Linked DNA regions of Sus scrofa: region 2 is linked to region 1. Evidence: chromatin contacts called from public HiChIP or PLAC-seq data. All regions are on one chromosome and are shown on one strand. The core of a region is the stretch at or near the end of the contact, and the rest is flanking DNA. Distances in the headings are between cores, read along the strand shown. Region 1 overlaps FAM13A (protein FAM13A). Region 2 overlaps HERC3 (probable E3 ubiquitin-protein ligase HERC3).

Evidence for each region. HiChIP or PLAC-seq counts read pairs in DNA pulled down with a chosen protein or histone mark.
Region 2: an H3K27ac HiChIP or PLAC-seq map of skeletal muscle shows a contact between it and region 1, with 4 times the contacts expected there. The contact joins two enhancer-like sites. A contact is called at or near these places in 2 of 47 Hi-C or Micro-C datasets (embryonic fibroblasts and skeletal muscle) and 1 of 2 datasets of contacts at active chromatin or transcription factors (skeletal muscle).

Annotation. Positions count from the first base shown.
Region 1 is chr8:130,226,110-130,233,422 of Sscrofa11.1, forward strand. The region is part of intron 8 of FAM13A (protein FAM13A); the gene reads left to right. Among named protein-coding and RNA genes, the nearest start is that of NAP1L5, 130 kb to the right of the region's middle. Within about 2 kb of position 4,547, at least 23 of the 83 cell types and tissues checked have an H3K27ac peak or open chromatin away from gene starts, as enhancers often do. A contact at or near this core is called in skeletal muscle, where this site is marked.
Region 2 is chr8:130,382,461-130,389,019 of Sscrofa11.1, forward strand. HERC3 (probable E3 ubiquitin-protein ligase HERC3) reads right to left here. Exons shown (of 25, transcript XM_021100756.1): 16 at 3,246-3,269; 17 at 3,065-3,154; 18 at 770-940. Among named protein-coding and RNA genes, the nearest start is that of NAP1L5, 21 kb to the left of the region's middle. Within about 2 kb of position 5,256, at least 18 of the 83 cell types and tissues checked have an H3K27ac peak or open chromatin away from gene starts, as enhancers often do. A contact at or near this core is called in skeletal muscle, where this site is marked.

The DNA.
Region 1 (7,313 bases), core at 3,297-5,796:
CCAAGGACTGGCCTTTAGAATATTCTTTGCCAACAAGTAAACATTGCTAACAGGGGGCTGCTGGGGGACTTAACCAGGGAGCAGCCCAGCTAATGACGGGCTTCCTCGTAGTCTTCTGTGTGATGTTAGAGAGCCCTCTACTGCTTGTGGGGACACCTTCAGTGAAGTTATTGATAAAGCCATGTGGTTGAGAACTCGTTGGTCCCTTGATAGCACTCCCTGCCCTGCCCACCTTCCCCCTCCACACACACAGTCTAAGAGGGAATTAGAAGCTCCCTCACCTCAAGGCTGGGTTAACCCTTCCAGGGTTGAGTGTCTGAATTTAGACTTCATCGCCAATAGGGTCTGTATGTGTAGTGACAAGTCATTGAGACCAAGTAAGATCTCTGTGGCCCTGTTCTCACAGGAAGGTTGCAGTACCTCTGGCATTTAAATATTTGCTAATTACTCCAAATAAAGAGGATAGTGAACTAAGGTGAGGATAGTCTTAAATTTAAAGAGATCGTCCTGTCTAAACCATTGAAAAAAGGAGAGGCGTTAGGAAGTCCGCACAGGACAGTCGGGAAAGGCATGGGAAGGTGCGACACCTGCCAAAAACATTTCCAGGCACTGAAAGCCAGCTGTCCAGGTGGATTTGGGCAGGTCACTTTCCTCATCTTAAAATGGGATGGTAATACCTCCCATACCACCTTAGAGGGGAAATTTTATGATTAAAGAATATGATAGTTCTTTGTAAATGACCAAGCTATTCCCAAGTAACGACTAGTAGTAGTGTTTTGCTCTTCTTTTGGTTTCGTTATTCTTACCCTGGCACCATCTTTCCATTTCTTGACGCCGGAATGTTTAATGCAGTTAAGGTGATGCCTTTCCGTGGCATTGGACGAATGTTAGAAAATGACCTAGAGCCTGATTTGGGGGAAGAGCTGCTGGAAATAGCATAGCATCGCGTTTCGGGAAACTCTCAGAACTTTTTAGCCTGTTTTTTCCTGTGATGCTTATATATTTATGTGCCGATCAACATGAATTGCCAAAGAAACGGTTCATAATGTATAAAACCTTTTAACCAGAAATAATGTTTTCAGTAATAGCTTTTTTAAAAAAGAATTCAATGAAGTTTATTATATCGTACAACCTAATTTTAGAACGTTTCCATCTCAAACCCTCAGACCCCCCTCCCCCACCTGTTAATAGCTTTGCTGAGATGTAATTGACATACCGTGCAGTTCACCTACTTATGTGACCCAGTGATTCATATGTTGACGCTGTCATCCCCAGTGTGATCCTATTTGGAGGTGAGACCTTTGGGAGGTAATTAGGTTTGGATGAGGTCATGGAGCTCCCATGATGGGATGGTGCCCTTACAGGGCGGTGAAGGGAACAGCACATTCTCCCCCCCACCCACCCCCACCCCTGTGGGAGGTACAGCAAGAAGGTGGCAGTCTGCAAGCCAGGGAGACCTCTCGGCAGCACCTGACCATGCTGGCACCCTGGTCTCAGACTTCCAGTCCCTCCAACTGTGCGAAATAAATGTTCCCATTGCTTAAGCCACCCAACCTGTGGTATCGTGTTCTCATAGCCCAGACTGAATCTAAGCAACCCTCAAGCTCGCATCGCAGCTCTAGGCAGCCACGTTCAGTCTCTATGGATTTGCCTCTTCTGGACACTACATTATAACGTTGCACAGATCATCAAGAAACCAGATGTGGAAACTGATTTTATTTCCTGCATTAAAAAAAAAGATATATTGGTAGGGGAAAATGGGGAAAAGGGTTATAAAAAAAATAATAATAATAATAGGAAGCCCTAGGAGTCGATTTTTTAAATTAAGTTATCCAAGTAAAGAATAAAAATAGTGCTCAGAGAGGGGAGAGACCCAGGATACTTTTTATAAAACCTACAAGGTTTAGGGTCAGGAAAACATGGTATCTTGTCATCAAATGTAAGAATAAACATCGGAAAACTCAAACTGAATGGAAATAAGAACAAAGAACTGAACTGCTTTTCTCGGATCACGTGGAATGGAACCAGAGTGCTAGGAAAAGTTCAGAAGCATTTAGAAAAAGCGAACGACGACGCATCCGTGATTTTGCTGCCTGGGAAAGGACAATGGGAAGAAATGTAACATCACTGGCCAGGTACACATCACCTCTGCACCTGAAATCAGGAGCCCGAGCCAGCCAGCGGAGACCATTGATAAACTGTGTTTGTTGTGGTTTTGTAGGACTGTCGTTCACTTTTCAACTCCTTAACTCGGTGAAAACGCAAGTGTTCCCCCCAACTCAGTTCCTCTAGTGGCCCCTGCCCAGCAGCCCCACTAAATCCACAGCGCTCCCCACGCATCTCCTCCTGCCTCCACATAGCCCCTTCCTTTGCTGGCAAGTTCTTCTCTTGTCCGTTACCTTTCTCCTAATAATGCCCCCAGGGTCACCCACGTCCCCGAAGCTCACCTACCCTGCCTGTTGGGCACCACGCTTCGGAGTGTAAGGGCCCTGGCTTCCACAGACCTGCCGTTGAATCTCCACCCTGCCTGGCCCCGTGACCTTGAACCAGTTGCTTAACCTAAGACGTATTTTTCTTATCGGAAACCTCTGATGAGTAATATGCCTTCCTCCAAAGACGTCACAGGGGACTGACTGAGATACTGTGCATGAAGCTCTTAGCCCAAAGCCGGGCTTGTTAGGGTCAGCGCTCAGTACATGGTAGCCGTGGACCCCCGTTTTCATCATTCTGATCAGATGTCATGTTTCCTAGGAACTCTGGGAAGGCTGAGCCCCTGTCTTAACAGCCTGTGTATCTCCAGCACCTGTCACGGGCTCCGATGAGTAGTGGACCCTCCAACAAGGCCGAGGGAGCACCTGCACGTGGTGATGCATGTTCCATCGTGGGCAGACATCACCCTGTGGTTGCCCATCCTCCCAAAAACCCGTGTAAAGTCACGGCAGTGTAGAAGCAAGTGCTGGCCTCATCTTTCTGTGCAGAGCCCTCCTCTGGCAGAGGGAGGGTTTCTTGGGGGGAAGGTGACCGGGTCAGGTGCATCGCTTTCTGCACATTTTTGTCTGCCTGAAGAAATCCACATTCCGAGTTTAGGGACTTAGGAAAGTATATATCTGTTAAATAAAAACGATATTAACAAGCCATTAAGAATGTTATAATGAAGGTAATGAGGGAAAGAAGTTGGTAAAAATGGTTTACCATTTCCTTCTTCCCTTCTGCAGGTGTCTCCATGTTATATGTGTTACATTTTATCGAAGTATAGTTGATTTACTTGTTATGATCATCTCTGCAGATGCATGTCCATTTCTCAGATGCTTTTCCTAAATAGAATATCGCAGTATGTCAGATAAGGGTTCTGGGGGCTACACAGCATGTCCCTGCTGGCCCATCATTACATGTACCTCGGTGTGCAGAGGCCAATCAATCCCAAACCCCCAGTCCATCCCTCCCAGCCCCCACCTGTGCCCTCTGGTAACTCTAAGTGTGTTGTCAAAGTCTATGAGTCTATTTCTGATGGGGTTTTGTTTTTTTGTTTGTCTTAGCAACTAAAGTTTAGAAAACATTTTAACTTGGCTTGCTAATTTTCTAAAAATGTTCTCTCAATCCGCTAAGATCAACCCCCCAAAAAAGAAAGTTGCTGTATTTTACATTCGAAATGACTGCCTCCCTAAGGTGCTCTTTCTATGTCTATAATAATGATAAACAGCACCTCTGAGCAAGAATCCCCAAGACAAGTGAAAGCTTCCAGCTGCCTTGAAAATAGTTCTGTGACTGAACCAAGAATTTCTTTAAGCTCCACACAAACCTTTGGGCTTGCAATGAAGTGAAATAATTTTCTTTTCCTGCTCTCAAGCCAGAACAAACAGATAAAGCGTGTGACGGGGCCCTATTCAAACAAGGCCTTGCCCGGACATACCCTTTCCTGGGTTCACTGTACCCTGCAGAAAGTACAGTGTTTCTATCACTGGCACAATGGCAGAGCTCCCGCCTCTAACTGTGCAGTTTGGAGAAAATCATTTTGCTTTTCTAAACAAGGATGGGAGAAGCCCCATAGCACACTTGCAGTTCCGTTCAGTTTTGAGTAGCAGAGAACAAGATCACTTGAAATAATCAACATACGGATATCTGAGCGGGCTTCTAGCTGGCAAAATTCACTTTGCAAATTAGAAACCGTGCCTGTTGTCAAAATAGGCAATCACACACTAGTGTCAGCACTCAGCATGGTCTTGATGATGCTAATTTTATTCCACAGCCACTGACTGAGCACCCGGAATGTTCTAGGTACCTTGCTAGGTGACGGGGGGGCGGGGGGGCGGGGGACAGATCCAGGAGGTGAGGCAGGCATCAGAAGTCGGGAATCTCAGTGCCAGTGCCGTGTGCTAAGCACTGGCTCGTGGCTGTCAACCGAGTGTTCAGAGCCTGGCGGGAGAAAGGCGCGCCCCTTCTCAGTGTCCCAGACCAGATGACATCTGAGCTGAGAGATGAAGTATTTACCAGGCAGAAAGAGGTGGAGGAAGCATTTAAGATCGAGGGAACAGCACGTACAGACGGAGTTACGCAAGTGCAGGGAGAGGCCGACCGCGGCGCACTGCCCTGAGCTGGAGGACTCTTGTGTGCCGGGTTTAGACATCTGGGTTTTACCCCAGAGACAGAGGGGACGCAGGAGAGGCTTTTAGGTTTGGACAATAAACCTGATGGGAGTGAGTACTGAGGATAAACGGCTCTAAGTGGCGGGGAAACAGAGCATTGTACCCGTGAGAGACATATCGAGACAGTGGAAGTGGAAAGATCAGATTCAGGAGACTTGTCTCTTTCTGAGATGCAGTCAGTACGGTTTGGTGATTGACCACGTGGAGGGATGACAGATAAACTCTTGTTAAGAACAGTTGACCTGTTAAGGCAAATGAAATACTATAACAGGAATGAATATTCTGCCCCGTGACTTCTAAACATCTCCAGCCAGGATCCCCTATGAGACTGTGGGCCGTGTGCCAGCCCATGGGTGATAATGGACCCTCTGACCCTCTCGCTGTAGTGAGAGATGCGAAAGAGACAGAAGGTAAGGCACCCCCCCCATCCCTGCTCAGAAACTTTGTTCCCCTTGCCTGACAGGCGCACACCTTCACCTCCTCCAGTTCCCTAGAGATTGAAAGGTGTTTATCAGAAGGGCGTCCAGGGATGGAACTAGCTGGGTAGAGGGAGTGAAAGAATAAGATGCTCCCAAGGTCCCTCCAAGTATATAATTCTTTGAATCAGAAAGACACTGAGGAGTTCCCACTGTGGCCCAGAGGGTTAAGAACCCAACCTAATAATGCATAGTGTCCATGAGGATGCGAATTCAATCCCTGGCCTTATTCGGTGAGTTAAGGACCTGGCGTTGCCGCAAACTGGAGTGTAGGTTGAAAATGCAGCTCCAATCCAGTGTTGCTGTGGCTCTGGTGTAGGCTGGCAGCTGCAGCTCCGACTTGACCCCAAAGCCTGGGAACAGCCATAAACCACAGGTGTGGCTGGAAAAACAATCAAAGACAGACAATGCAGGTGATAAAGAATGTCACGGGGTAATCCAAAGAGACCATGTGTCCCTGCGTCGTCTTCTTGACACCATCCTGTGGCACGAGCAGGCCAAGCATATTTAAAAGAGACCTGGAATCCTCCATCAGCTTCCTGACGGTCATCTATCTGCGGCTACATCCTCACGGCCACCGCTGTGCGTACCTGGACCCGCTTCCTCTCTCATTTTCTCTGCCATCCAGGCTCAACAAAATCTGCACTTCAGTGGCCCAGAGCTGGTCCTGCCCGTGGAGCGGAGAAGGGAAGAGTGTTTTCTCTCTGTCCTGTGAGAGCATAGATCTCCAGCCAGCCAGCCGTATTCCTTGAGTGTTAATTATGCATCAAGCAAGGAGGATGTGTTTTCGTGACCTATTCGTGGTCATAAAACCAACTGAGCAAAATGTGACCAGTATTTTATATAACTTTATCTAAGTGAAATAGAACAAAATGGAAAATATCCAAAGTGAGAATAATTTCATGGAATGTGCATCCCTCTTATGTGCATTTATCAGTATGTAAAATGTCTTTCTCTCTGGATCATGGCCCAAAGTTTTTCAAGACACTCTGTCTGAACTGCTTATTGAGGATAGTTTGTTGGAATGAGAGGTTAGTACAGGCCTGGAAATCACATCCCCGTGTCAGGATGGGACATCCGTTCTAGTCTTAGCATCTCTACAAATGAACTCTCAGAGCACAGCCTTTTTGTAAGAGGGAGACGCTTTGGTTAGGCAGGCTCTTCACTCTGGGTTTGGAGGAAAAAAACTTTTTTCCTTCTTAAGGCCGCACTTGTGGCACATGGACGTTCCAGGCTCCAGGTTGAATTGGAGCTGCAGCTGTGGCCTATACCACAGTGACACCAACCTATGCCACAGCTTTCGGCAAAGCCAGATCCTTAACCCGTTGAGCCAAGCGAAGAATCCAACCCTCATCTTCCCGGACACTGTGTCAGGTTCTTAAGCTGCTGAGCCACAGCGGGAACTCCAAAAAAATAAGTTTTAATAGATGTGTTAGTTTCGTAGCACCGCTATAACAAAGGGCCACAAATGGGGAGCCTAGAACAATAGAAAGGTATCATCTCGTCTCAGCGTTCTGGAGACCAGAAGTGCCAACTTAATACGTAGGTGGGGCGGTGCTGCCTCTGAAGATGCCGGGGAATCAGCTGTCCCAGCATCTCTCTTTGCGTCTGGTGGGTCCTGGACTTGAGACAGCGCAACGCCAGTCTGTACGTGGCACATTCCCTGCGTGCATGTCCCCTCTGTCCAGATACCCTCCCTTTATAGGGCGCCGGTCATACCGAATCAGGGCCACTCCAGTGACTTCACCACTCCATAGACCCTGTTTTCAAATATGGTCACATTCTGAGTTTCTGGGAGCTAGGGTTCAAACATATCTTTTCGAGGCAACACAATTCAGTCCATAAGAATCTATTTCCTATTTCCACTAAGCAATCAAGAAAATGGTAGACTATTTTCCTGTCTTAATTGGGGCGGGGGGAAGTGCTCAAATTTTTGAAATCTATTTGTTTTGCTTTCAAAGCCCAGGACCTCTTCAGATGCGCTGAAATCTCTTGTCCTGCGAACATGGACCGCTTCAGTCCTTGGCGTTGAGACTTTGGTCAGGAAAATCTATTTGCTCTTGAACTTCAGTTCGTCTTTATTTCTGCCGGCTAAGCGTTGCCTTCTCAGTTACAACATCCGAGTAATAAAACTGTGAACAAAGTTGCTTGGGTGTGTCATCAAAAACATCTACAAAAATGTCCGCCTTCACAT
Region 2 (6,559 bases), core at 4,006-6,505, 160 kb after region 1:
TAACCCAGATGTTTTAGAGAGAACTCCCTGGGAGACTGATGGGTCCGAAGATGCTCACGGGAAAGCGTGAAAAAGGGGACAGTGTCACAGAGACCATCAGCTTCTTGCCCATTACACGTCACAAACTGGGGTTTGCAAGAGGACTGGAAATAGAGTTGGCAATTCTTCTGAAGGGAAAGGTAAGCGACTTAACACCGCAAATAACTCACGGAGGATTGACTGAGCCCCTACCACATACCAGGCATTGTGCTACGCCCTGGGAATACCCTACGGAGTAACACAAACGGGCATAGGCCACTCGGAAAGACAATTTCTTCATCATTTCAGAGTATGAAGAGCGCCTAGCCAAACAGGCTACCAGCTAGCCAGACGATTTCACTGCCTTTCCGTTCTTTTTCTACCTTCTTTCTCTTAAATCTCTGCCATCCAAAGATGTCCGGATGCTGGCTTGATAGGTTTACCTAGGCGACGCCTTAGCTGTGCTGTTGTTTGCTCGTGTTTGGTGGAGCTGGAGCAGGTACATTGCAGACAGCAGACAAGGACGGCCCTACACTCCCCCAAGGAATCCACTGGCAGTTTTATCTGATGACATGCTGGCTGTTCTGCGTGTTCATCTGACAGAAGGAGGGGGGGGAATTCTCATAAAAATGAGTAAGAAAAAATAATCAATGGCTGCCCGTCGAGACTGTGATAAGATCGCTGCTGCTTCATCAACACGGTTTAAAGAAAAGCCAGGAAGGTGCTTAGAGGAAGAGAGTGAAGGGCTCACCTTGAGAGGCTTTTTCAGATCGATGTCAGAATGGATGCTCAGCTCTCGCAGGGCGTCCCCAACAAGGTTGTTCCTGCGCACGTGAAGGACCAGGAAGGGGCTTCTGGCCAGCAGAGGCTCCAGGGTGAGAAGCATGAAGACATTCTGCAGGTTGGCCCCGTTGACCGCCACCTGCAACAGCGCAGCCGAGAGCTCGGTTACCCCTCGGAGCGCACCTGCGCGTGGGGACAGCAGCCCGCCGTGCCTGCCGCCCAGGGCGGGTGTGCGGCAGGCTGACCGCTTCGCCAGCTACTGGACCTTTCCAGCAGATCTTCTCAGCTACTCCTGTTTACAAAACACACACACATCTTTCTACTCTGAACCCAAAGAGAGTAACGGAGACCCTCTGGAAACCATATGATCCATAACGCGTTTCGGGAAAACGGTTTAGACCAAGCTGAGGAAGGCAGAAATAAGATCGCAGTGGGAGAAGGTGATGACGGAGACTGGCGACAAACAGGAAAGGAAGAAAACCCTAATATCCACCTGCAGTATAGTTTCTGTCCTTGGAAAAGTGTCCGCTTTCTCTGGAAACTTTTAAATTGTCAGTATCATGGGTATACCACTGTGAAAACACAGAGCTGCAGATACAGATAAGAGCTGGAGAGAGACGAAGATGGGGAGAGGGAGGGAAGGAAGGTACAGCGCCACCAACCGTAGGGACAGGTGGATGTGGACAGCTGACTCACGAATGTCTTCGTAGGCTGGTCAAAACCAATTCTATTATACAATGAAAAGGTGTATTTAAAATAAATTAAATACACCTCTATAACTTAAGTTTCTGCTCAATGAAAAGTTACCAAGCTCCATTTAATCACCTGTCAGAGGTGAGCAAACAATGGTCCACAGACCCAGGCTAGCCTGCTGCCTGTCTGTGTACAGCTCTTGAGCTAAAAATCGTTTTTGTATTTTTTTTTTTTTTTTTTTGGTTTTTGTATTTTTAAATGGCTAAAAAAAATCATGGAGTTCCCGTTGTGGTGCAGCAGAAATGGATCCAACTAGGAACCACGAGGTTGCAGGTTCGATCCCTGGCCTTGCTCAGTGGGTTAAGGATCCAGTGTTGCGGTGAGCTGTGGTGTAGCTCACAGATGCGGCTCGGATCTGGCGTTGCTGTGGCTGTGATATAGGCTGGCAGCTACAGCTCCAATTCAACCCCTAGCCTGGGAACCTCCATATGCCACCCATTTGGCCCTAAAAAGGAGGGGGAAAAAAAATCAAAAGAGGAATATTTCACCACATGTGAAAATTACATAAAATTCAAATTTCATGCTAAAACAGAGTTGAATACTTGACACAGACTGTTCGGTCCATGAGGTCAAATATTTACTATGCGACCCTTTATTAAGACACTTGCCATGGATGCAGCTAGAGATTCTCACACTAGATGAAGTAAGTCAGAAAGAGAAAGACAAATACCATAACATCACTATTATGTGGAATCTAAAATATGGCACAAGTGATCCTGTCTATAAAACAGAAACAGACCCATGGACAGAGAACAGACTTGCAGTTGCCAAGCAGGAGGGAGTGGGACGGACTGGGATTTTGGGTTTAGTAGACACAGACTATTACAGTTAAATGGACAAGTGGAGTTCCCATGGTGGCGCAGTGGTTAAGGAATCCGACTAGGAACCATGAGGTTGCGGGTTCGGTCCCTGCCCTTGCTCAGTGGGTTAACGATCCGGCAACGCCGTGAGCTGTGGTGTAGGTTGCAGACGCGGCTCGGAGCCCGCATTGCTGTGGCTCTGGTGTAGACTGGCGGCTACAGCTCCAATTCGGCCCCTAGCCTGGGAACCTCCACATGCCGCGGGCGCAGCCCTAGAAAAGGCAAAAAGACAAAAAAATAAAAATAAAATGGATAAGCAATGAGGTCCTAACTGCACAGCACAGGGAACTATATCCAGTCTCTTGGAAAAAAACATGATGGGAGATAATGTAAGAAAAGAAATGGATATAGATGTATGACTGGGTCACTTTGCTGTAGAGCAGACATTGGCACAACACTGTAAATCAATTATACTCTAATAAAATTTTTTTTAAAGGAGACACTTGCCAACCCTCAGTTTATGTAAATGCGCATTCACATATACATGTTATATTCAATATAAAATTGCTGAAAACATTTCTAATAGTTCTAAAAGTAACAATGGAACTTCATCTAAATAAACTTTCTCCTATTTTCTCCTAGGAAAAATTATACCTGAATGTGTAAGATGAAAGAAACCTCGCAAGAAAACAATTTTTAAAATATGTTACCTGCATCTGCAGTTCAGCATCAGTCTGTAACATTTTGGTCTTGGCTTGGGCATCAAAGATGAAAGGGTAGGAACAGAGTGTTACAGTATCCTAGAATAAAACATTTTATTGGCAATATTATAGTTCCAGAGAGAATGCTGCTGGAAAAACACATAAATAAATTTTTAAAAGGATCATTTACCTGTATTATAGATGGTCTAGCTTTCTGCGTAAAGAAAAATAAAAAGTCTCTTAGTTGGACTGCAAAACTGGAACTTTTTACCCCTTACAAATAAAAACAAAGAACAAAACCAGATACCCTATCTGACCATGTGGCCATGGAACTAACACCGTTTGAACAGCTGACTGGAGTCTGGATGGAATACACCAGAGACGCTGATGGACACAGACTGAGAAAAACACTAAAAACGATTTTTTAAAAAATTTTAAAGGAGCTTTATAAGTCATTTCACTAACTCCGTGTTTTACAGCGTTAACAGAATTCTCATTTCTAAGAAATCTCATCCCAAAACAGGAGCTTTACAACCAAGACTTCAGAGGTTAATTTTGCTGAGCAAAGTGGATACTGCAAGTTTCATGTGTCAAGATGTTTAGCCTTCTTCACAAACACACCCAGTTACTCTTGGGAGAAACCAGGTATTTAGAAAACTGTCCCTAATTAGGCACCTACACCAATGTTTGGCCTACAGAAGACATTCCATCAATTCATGGAAGAAGTCTGAATAAATTTTGAGGACACTAACAGGACAGGTGTACTTCATTCTACTCCACGTTACTGCATTTCACAGACACCACATGGGTGTGTCTGCTTGTTTTACAAATGGAAAGTTTTGTGGCAATCCGGAGTCTTGCAAGTGTATCAATGCCATTTTTCCAATAGAAGTCTCTGTGTCACATTTTGGTAATTCTCCCCAAATTTCAAACCTTCTCATTATTATTACATTTGTTATGGTCTGTGACCAGTGATCTTGGTGTTACTACTGCAAAAAGATTATGACTTGCTGAAGGCTAAGGTGATGGTGAGAATTTTTTATCAACAAAGTATTTTTAATTAAGGTTTGTACTTTGTTTTTTAAACATAATGCTCCTGCACACCTAACAGACTACAGCATGGTATAAACATAACTTTTATAGGTATTGGGAAACCAAAAAAATTCATATGACTTGCATTATTGCCATATTTGCTTTATTGTGGAGGTGCAGAACCAAACTCAAAACATTTCACAACCATAAACGTATCTAAGAGGTACGTTAGTTTCATTTATCAGGAGAAAAAAAGAACTCTCTCCTGAAAGGCTTTGTTAAGTTAATAAATAATGTCTGCTACATAACCTAACAGAAACAAACAAAAAATCAATGGTACAGATCACACTGACCCGTAGCAGAATATCTCAAGCAGAAAACGATGTGTTTATTCCCAGAGGTGTGAGAGTGCGCCACGATTTTTTTTTTTTTTTTTTTAGGGCCACACCTGTGCCACATGGTAGTTCCCAGGTGAGGAGTCCAATTGGAGCTACAGCCACTGGCCTGTGCCGCAGCTGCAGCCACGCCAGATCTGAGCCATGTCTGCAACCTACACCACAGCTCATGGCAATGCCAGATCCCTGACCCACGGAACAGGGCCAGGGATTGAACCCACATCCTCATGGATACTAGTCAGGTTCATTATTGCTGAGCCACAACAGGAACTCCCTCCATGCATTTGTTTTTTAATTTCTGTGGGTTTTTTTTTTTATGGTATTCTAAACAAAATAAAAATACATTCTGAATGGCTTCCTTCTGATGGTGTGTTGCATATAATTTGCATTTTTTGTGTGTGTGTCTTTTTTTTCTTTTCAGGGCTGCACCCACAGCATATGGAGGTTCCCAGGCTAGGAGTTGAATCAGAGCTGTAGCTGCCGGCCTACACCACAGCCACAGCAACGCTGGATCCTTAACCCACTGAGCAAGGCCAGGGATCAAACCCGTTTCCTCATGGATTCTAGTTGGGTTTGTTAACCACTGAGCCACGAGGGGAACTCCTGCATTTATTTTAATGACTGCACTGGTGCTGCGTTATACTGAACTGTCCAAGGGTAATAAGCGAAGAGGGAAAGCAGACTTCTTTGTAAGTGATGCATTTGCGCCCAGGAAAAGGCTGGAGCAGCCCTGGCTCACTGCTTGAATGAAGTTTAACAGCAGCTCAAAGGACAAAAGCGAGCTGAGTCACCCCAGGGCGCGCAGCCTCGGGGCTCAAGTCCCCAGGCCTGGCTGCAGGCAGTCCTGACGGCAGCGCAAATGCGGTCTGGTTTCAGGCCAAATCAGTGAGGCTAACTGGTGTTTTGCTGATTTTGGACTTTTGTTCGTATTTAATGTGTAAACTTGGTTTGGGTTTATAATGTTTAAAAGCTCTATGGAGAGCAAGTGTATACCTACCTCCTTTTGGGTTTGTGACTATTTCCATGGCATCATTTTAGAGCAATTTGAATTAAAATCCACCCTTTATCCTTTAGAAACAGGCTCCGTCAGGGATCTTGGACCATTGCCCTGGACTGAGAAACGCCAACTGGAGAGAGGATTCCAGTGCAGGGAGACGAGGCATGAACTCCTGCACCTAAAACCCAAGCTGACTGGACTCATTCTCAGGCCCACTTCCCCAATTACTAGAATTCTGGAACTGAAATCACTAGAATAAACACACACGCACACACACAACACCCCACCACAGCACCCTGGCTTCTGCCCTAGGTCCCTACAGAAGGTACGCGTGTCCTGGGAAAGCGTGTTTAAGACTGGTGCCAATATCCAGAATTTTCGAATCTTCTCAGCAGAGATTTTATTCTAAGCATCATTTGCCTACCCTCAAGGCAAATCAAAGACCTTTATAACGTGTGTTGGTTTGTACAGCAAGATAAAGCTTTGAATGCTTCCAATGTAAGAATGATTATGGGAGATGTGACAACAGTGGCGGTACAAACAGCTGCGGGCATTAATTACAACGTCCCAGTGTACAGTGGGCCCTCCTGACCCACAGGGTCCACATCTGCAGAGTCATCAACCTCAGATGGAAAATACCGGGTGGGGGGGGACTTCCAGAAACTTCCAGAGAGCAACACTTGAATCTGCCACACACGGGCAACGATGTCCATAGCATTTACACTGCATTAGGCATGATAAGTAATCAAGAGACCCTTAAAGTATATGAAAGGATGCAGGCAGGTTGTATGCAAATGCGACACCACTGCGGATGAGAGACTTGAGTGTGGAGAATTCTGCATGCGGGTCCGGGCTCAAGGAACCAACCCCCCGTGGACCTAGCAGCCTTAAATACTGGTGATTTGATTGGTGCAATACAGTGATTTCAGACTGTATTTCTCGGCTCTCCCCAGTTCTGCAACTCCCTCCGAGCCCCCTCTCCTTGCAACGCCCACCACCAGCCCCCCCGACCCCTTTACCGCTCCCCTTCTGCAGCTCGTAGTCCTCCCATCACCCCCTGCCGGACCCCGACCCCACCCC